2 separate regions of the Mus musculus genome follow, and region 2 is linked to region 1. A link is a contact called in public HiChIP or PLAC-seq data. All regions are on one chromosome and are shown on one strand. The core of a region is the stretch at or near the end of the contact, and the rest is flanking DNA. Distances in the headings are between cores, read along the strand shown.

What was found. HiChIP or PLAC-seq counts read pairs in DNA pulled down with a chosen protein or histone mark.
Region 2: an H3K27ac HiChIP or PLAC-seq map of microglia shows a contact between it and region 1, with 4 times the contacts expected there. The contact joins the enhancer-like site here to the promoter of Smarca5 in region 1. A contact is called at or near these places in 6 of 484 Hi-C or Micro-C datasets (the G1E-ER4 cell line, the NIH/3T3 cell line, bone marrow-derived DN2 thymocytes and 3 more), 4 of 115 datasets of contacts at active chromatin or transcription factors (the 230-238 cell line, embryonic stem cells and microglia) and 1 of 9 other capture datasets (pancreatic islet).

What each region holds. Positions count from the first base shown.
Region 1 is chr8:80,737,814-80,740,859 of GRCm38.p6, forward strand. It overlaps Smarca5 (SWI/SNF related, matrix associated, actin dependent regulator of chromatin, subfamily a, member 5), which reads right to left and starts at 1,646. Exons shown (of 24, transcript NM_053124.2): 1 at 1,110-1,646. The coding sequence starts at 1,283.
Region 2 is chr8:80,796,730-80,799,799 of GRCm38.p6, forward strand. The region is part of intron 2 of Gab1 (growth factor receptor bound protein 2-associated protein 1); the gene reads right to left. Among named protein-coding and RNA genes, the nearest start is that of Gm51580, 16 kb to the right of the region's middle. Within about 2 kb of position 1,377, at least 4 of the 459 cell types and tissues checked have an H3K27ac peak or open chromatin away from gene starts, as enhancers often do. A contact at or near this core is called in the 230-238 cell line and microglia, where this site is marked.

The sequences.
Region 1 (3,046 bases), core at 396-2,895:
AAGGCCACTTAAAACCTTAAAGGGGGGGGGGGGCATCAAGTACATTTTTAAATTGAAACTGCATTCACTTCAAATTGGTGCATTACACTAACACCTACCTTCCCCACTAAAAGTTGTTTCAAAGATTAACGTTATTTCACCCAAGCTGCCTCATAAAAGTAATGCAGACTGCACCATCATTTCCTTATAGTGTAAATCCTGCACTAAAGTTCACTTTTATAGTATTGCTTCCAATCTGAGGATTAAAACTCCCAGGAGTCTTCCTTCAGACTGGAACTACAGAATACCTCAAAACAAGGCCAAGGCCAAGAATAAAAATTGGAAGCAGTAACTTTGTTCCCAGGCAACTCAATGCCTGGGAGCATGTCCAAAGAGACCTGCCTGGCAGCTCCCCCATTTTCCACTCTCTCCCCGCTTCCTCCAGTATTGTCACCATCATCTGGCCCACTGGAGCCCCAAGAAGGTGGTTCAACAGCGAATCCTCCGAATGGCTTCAAAAGGAAGCAATGCGCAGAGCTAGAAGCCCATCATCCTTCCCCGAGGCTCCCATTCATTCAGTTCTCCATGCATACACCCGTAATTGGATGGGGATCCAGGACAGGTGCTGCGGCTGTCACGCTCGTTCCCCTCCCGGTGGAGCAGGGCCCGGGAGGGGCTTCCCCTCGTTGCACACAAGCAGCTGCGCCCCGCTTATCCCCACTGCGCACTCGGCCCTCCAGCTCTCGCCATTGTCTCTGCCCAGAACAGACAGATGCCGCCCCCGCCAGCACGGGGATGAGGCACTGGAGGCGCAAGTCCCCAGCTGCGACGCTGGGAAACGTCGCCCCTCGCCCCGGGAATCCCACTCCGGAGGGGCATCTCCCTCGCCTTCCTCAAAGTTTAGTGCAAACTAAAACCTAAATCGGGAGAAATTGAGCGAGTTCTGGGGGAGCCTGGCAATGGAGGAAACGGGTCCCCTCGGCCCCAGTAATCAGGAACATGTGTTTCGTAAGAGCGATCCGCGGTCGGGCTAGGCTAGCTACACCGAGGGGAAAAGGTAAAGGTGAAGAGCAGGAGACGCGCCGGCCGAGCATCCACCTCCCTCCCTCCCCGCGCACGGCCGCGCTCACCTCCATCTCGGTGTCCGCGGGGCCCGAGCCCGCAGCACACGGAGCCGCGGGCGCCGCGCCGCCCTCGGGGCCGCCTTTGTTGCCGCTGCTGCTCCCGCCGGCGCCCGCCGCCGAGGGCTTGGAAGGCGCGCTCTCGGGAGGCGGGGGCGGCGGAGGCTCCACCGCGGACGACATGTTCCGGCTGCGTCACCCGCCGCGGCCACGGGCAGGCGCGGCGCCGAGGGAAGCGGCTTGGGCCTGCGCGACACGGGCGTCCGGGCCGCCGGAGGAGTGAGACCTGCCCGGAAGCTCTCACGCGCGAGGGCTCCGCCACCGACCCGAGCCGGCCCAGCCGCGCCGCTCGCCTCGCCGTCCTCTTCCGCGGGACTCTGCTCCACAGGCGTTTACCTCACGGCGGGAATCACGTCGACGGGAGTGGGCGGGGCCAGCGGGGTCACGGAGGTCAGGGAAGGCGGGCTGACTCTGAGGAGGCGGAGGGCCGAGGGAAAGGGAAAGGAAAACGGAAGGTTCTCAGAGGCCTCCCGGCGCCTTCTCCTCTCCGGGAGTGGATTCTCTTCTCCAGCCAACCAGGACAGCTACCTACGCCACCCGCTCTCAACCCTCGCGAGATCGCTCGTTCCCCCTTAGAAGGCCGGCTCGCGAGGGCGCGTGCGCATGCTCCTCCTTGGCCCCGCCTCCTCCAGGCCTCTAGCGGGCTGTGGAGCCGAGTGGGCGGGGCCTCGAGGAAGCGCGTCGGCGGTGCTTTGCGCCTCCGCTCCTCCGAGTGACGCGAGCTGGGTCTTCGGCGCTCCCGTAACGGCTCGGCTCGCTGTCTTCCGCCGCGCTAGGGCTCCCTCTTGGGAACGGCGCGACTGTTAGGCAAGGAGCAAAGGCCTGGGCTGGCCTTCGTCGTCCTGCCGCCTTCGCTCACGGGCGTGACGTTAAGTGACGTTGGACGCCTGAGAAGAAAAATCACCTCAGAATTAAAAAGTCTGCGTGTTCGCTCCGTCAGTCGGCTTCGTTTAGAGAGTTCGGCGTTTGTCAAGTTCAAGTTAAGACAGAAGACGCGCTGCCCTGTTAGAATGGCAGCAGATAAAGGCAGACAAATGATGGCGAGTTTTCGCATGAAACAAATACACATTTGTCTCAAGAAGTGTTTACCAGGCGTGGTGGCGCACACCTTTAATCCCAGCACTACAGAGGCAGAGACAGGCGGATCTCTTGAGTTGAGGCCAGCCTGGTCTACAGAGCGAGTTCCAGGACAGCCAGGGCTACACCGAGGAAACAAGTGTTCGTTATTCGTGTTGCTTCTTTATCCTGCCTTAGGCTGTCATGGAGGCTACTGAATCCTACGGAATATAAACACTGTTCCATTCATCCCCCACCTACTCCCAGGCACAAAAGATCTTTATCTTAATTAATCCCATTATTTAGTCCCCACCTATGTTGAATAAAAAGTCTTTTCCAGAGTTACTTTCAAACTTCTTGGAATAGATAATATTCATATATAATTTCAAATGTTTTAACCAGTCGAATAATCGTTAACTAAAATGGAGAACCTGAAAACGCTCTCGTTTAACATACTGTAGCTCATTTGGTGAGTTGTTGGGGAGCATACATGAAATCCTGGGCTTGAGTCCTAGCACTATTTAATCTGGATGCCGTGACTCGTACCCCAAATCCCAGCACTTAGAGAAGTGTAGGCACGGTCATCCTTGGCTACTAGGCCAGCCTAGACTAAAAGACACTAAAAGTGTCTCCAAAAACTAATAGATATAAGGAGCTGGAAGAGATGGTTCAAAGGTTAAGAGCACTGGTTCAATTCCCAGCACCCGTATGTCAGCTCATAACTGTTAAGTCTAGTTCCAGGGGATTCAACCCCCTCACATATATGCATAATTAAAAATATTTTGCCGGCGGGGAGTGAGACTGGGTTATTCTCTATAGCCCTGGCTGTC
Region 2 (3,070 bases), core at 127-2,626, 59 kb after region 1:
GAGTAATAGGAGTGAGGGAGTGCTGTATGGGGAAAAAAACCCACCACATACTTCAACATGGTGACTTTTATGGAAGAGGTAAGCCAGACTCCATGGTTCTTTTTTTTTTTTTTTTTTTTTAGAGGATTTAAAACAGGCAAAATTCATGACTGGGGACAGAAGTTAAAACTATCCCGCTGGAGAGATGGCTCAGATGTTAAGAGTACTGACTGCTCCTGAGTTCAATTTCCAGCAACCTGGTGGCTCACAATCATCTGTAAGGGGATCTGATACCTTCTTCTGGTGTGCAAGAAGAGAGCGAGACGGTGTACTCATATACATACATACATACATCTTAAAATGAAACAAAACAAAATTATCCCAAATCTACTCTAGGAAATTTCTCTAGGATTTCTCTAGGAAAAGGATTCTTTGCTGGAATGTGAATCCTGAAATTCTTGATCTGAGCTTGGCCTTTAAAGCACACTCACGTATATCCATGTACAAATGTAGACATAGAAAACCTCTAAGCAATGCACTGGTCATCTATGCCTACACAATAGTAATAGTGGATGTCTTAATAAAAACGTAAAAAGAGTTGGGCGTGGCGACGCACAGTTTAAGTTCCAGCACCCAGGAGGCAGAGGCAAGAGAACCTCTGTTTGAATCCTGTCTCATTAAAAAAAAAAAAAAGTAAAAAAAAAAATCTCAAAGTAAATTTTACTTATTAGTTTATGTGAAGGGCGGGTTTCTGCTTGTTTATTTGGTTTCCGTTTTGTCTTTTTCCTTGTTTGTATGTGTGTCTGTGTACCTGCCTGGTGCCTGCAGAAGTCAGAAGGAGGTATTGAGTCCCCAGAACTGGAGTTACAGACAGTTTTAAGTTGTTACGTGATTGCTGGGAATGGAACCCGGGGTCCTCTGGAAGAGCAGCCAGTGATCTTAATGTCTGAGCCATCTCTCCAGACTCAGTCAAAGGAAATTTAGAAGCCCTTGGTGACTACTGTGTTATAGAAAAGATGAAATCCTTGTACCCACCCAACCCCCTACACTTTCTTTCCACCTCTGAGAAACGGTCTTCTATGTTTGTAAGACCTTGAACTTCTGATCCTCCTGCCTCCACCTCTTAGGTGCTGACATTTACAGGCATATACCATTATGTCACATCTATGCTGTTCTGAGGATCAAACGCAGAGCTTTGTACACGCTAGACAAACACACTGCTGAGATATTCTCAGTCTATATATTTTTTCCTTAAGTATCAGTTTATCTTACTAAAGGCAAGAACCTCAAATCGGGAATTGCATTTTCTTTTAATTTAAACTACCATGATCTGGACACTCTGAGAAAAGCAATTTAAGCTCATACCCTAAACTTAGCCCAGAGGTTTTGCTAGATGTCAGTGAGCTTCCTGCAGCCCTGGCTGGGCTTCCTAGTGCTTGTTTAGCAAATTTAACAGCTTCCACCTTGGTGAGCCCGAACCAAAATAAAAAGTCAATCTGCACATTTCCAAGAAAAACAAAAGAACCCCAGTTTCTACCCCCAAATCCACTAAAGAAAAACCTTAGCAGGAACCGCACACAGTTCAGTGAGCTAGAATTTAAAAACAGGAGGGCCTGCCAGCGTTCCGAGTATTCAATAATAGCAGTGGTCACCTGGGGCAGCGGAAATAACATGGTAATGATATTTTGAGAGGTTCCTGGAATCAAAACACAGGTCAGAATTTTCCCCTTTCCTTTTGTTTTGAGGGAAAATTAGTTATTCTCAGAGGGATCGGGAGACTGATTTTCTCAGACAGTGCTGTCCAAGCAGAGTCTATTTCTTCCCACATCTGGCTTGAAATTCAAATAGTAAAAAAAGTGTCACAAGGTATCAGCCAACTGTTGAAACAAGAACACTGCATATTCAGTCTTGGAAAGGGAGAGCACATGCCTGAGAGACAGACCTAACAAAGGCCAAGGAAGCCATTGCTCTTTCGGGAGTAGTTATGAGGGATGGTTGGAGACAAGAGAATAGAAAATTGCTGATAGAGGGGCTGGAGAGATGGCCCAGCGGTCAAGAGAACTGGTTGTTCTTCCAGAAGACCTAGCTCACAACTGTCTGTAACTCTAGTCCTAGGGATCCCAGCATCCTATTCTGGCCTCCTCGGGCACCAGGCATACATGTGACACACACTAATACATGCAGGCAAAATACCCCCACACATTAAAAAAACCAACAAAAATCCTGTCTGTAAACCAGTTCCACGGGATCTGATGCCCTCTTCTGACCACTGCTGGCACTGCACCCACATAGTGCACAAACATCCCGGTTTTCACTCTAGCACATGGAATGGTGGGGATTACTGCTACAAAGCTCTGCTCTGCTGTTTAGAGTCCACATCTGTCTTGAGATACAGTGAAGGTATGTACTGCAAATGCATGAGGAATGGCTGATTTTAAAGCCATTACTTACATATAGTTCTTAGATATAGTTACTTTGATATAGTTTATAAGCTGTAGGAAGTATGGGGAGATTGAAATTACGAGGGATTTTGTTGTTTAGGGACCAAATACAAAGGGTTTGTGATTAGCAATGTTCTGGTGTCCAGCTCACAAACCACAATTCCATATTTGAATAATGGTTTATAAATGAGCTCACTGTCTTCTACCCTTCATACTTGATTACGAAAACACAAAGTACCCAAATATATTGGTCACCCATTTTTAAGGACTATGGAGTTCTGCTATTAAAAATGTTCCTGCTGCTTTCAAGCTGGGGAGGGGTGGGCTGTGGGGAGCAGTGAGAGCACAGCCTGTGTATGTCACAGCCTATGGCACAAGGTGCTCTGCAGGTAAAGCACCTGCCACCCAGACAGACCCCCACACTCACATTGTGACACACACACGCCACTCCCCTCCCCAAATTCTTCACGAAGACAGTTATTTAGACTGGTCCATATCAGTTAAGTCTCTCAAAACCTGTAGCATTTCTCTCTAAACTGCCTGAAGCATTCAGTGCCTGCTCAAAATGTCAAATTCCGATTGTAAAAGAAAAATATTGATGCATATAACTGAAATAACAATTTTGTACCATTTCTAAAACTACAACCTCC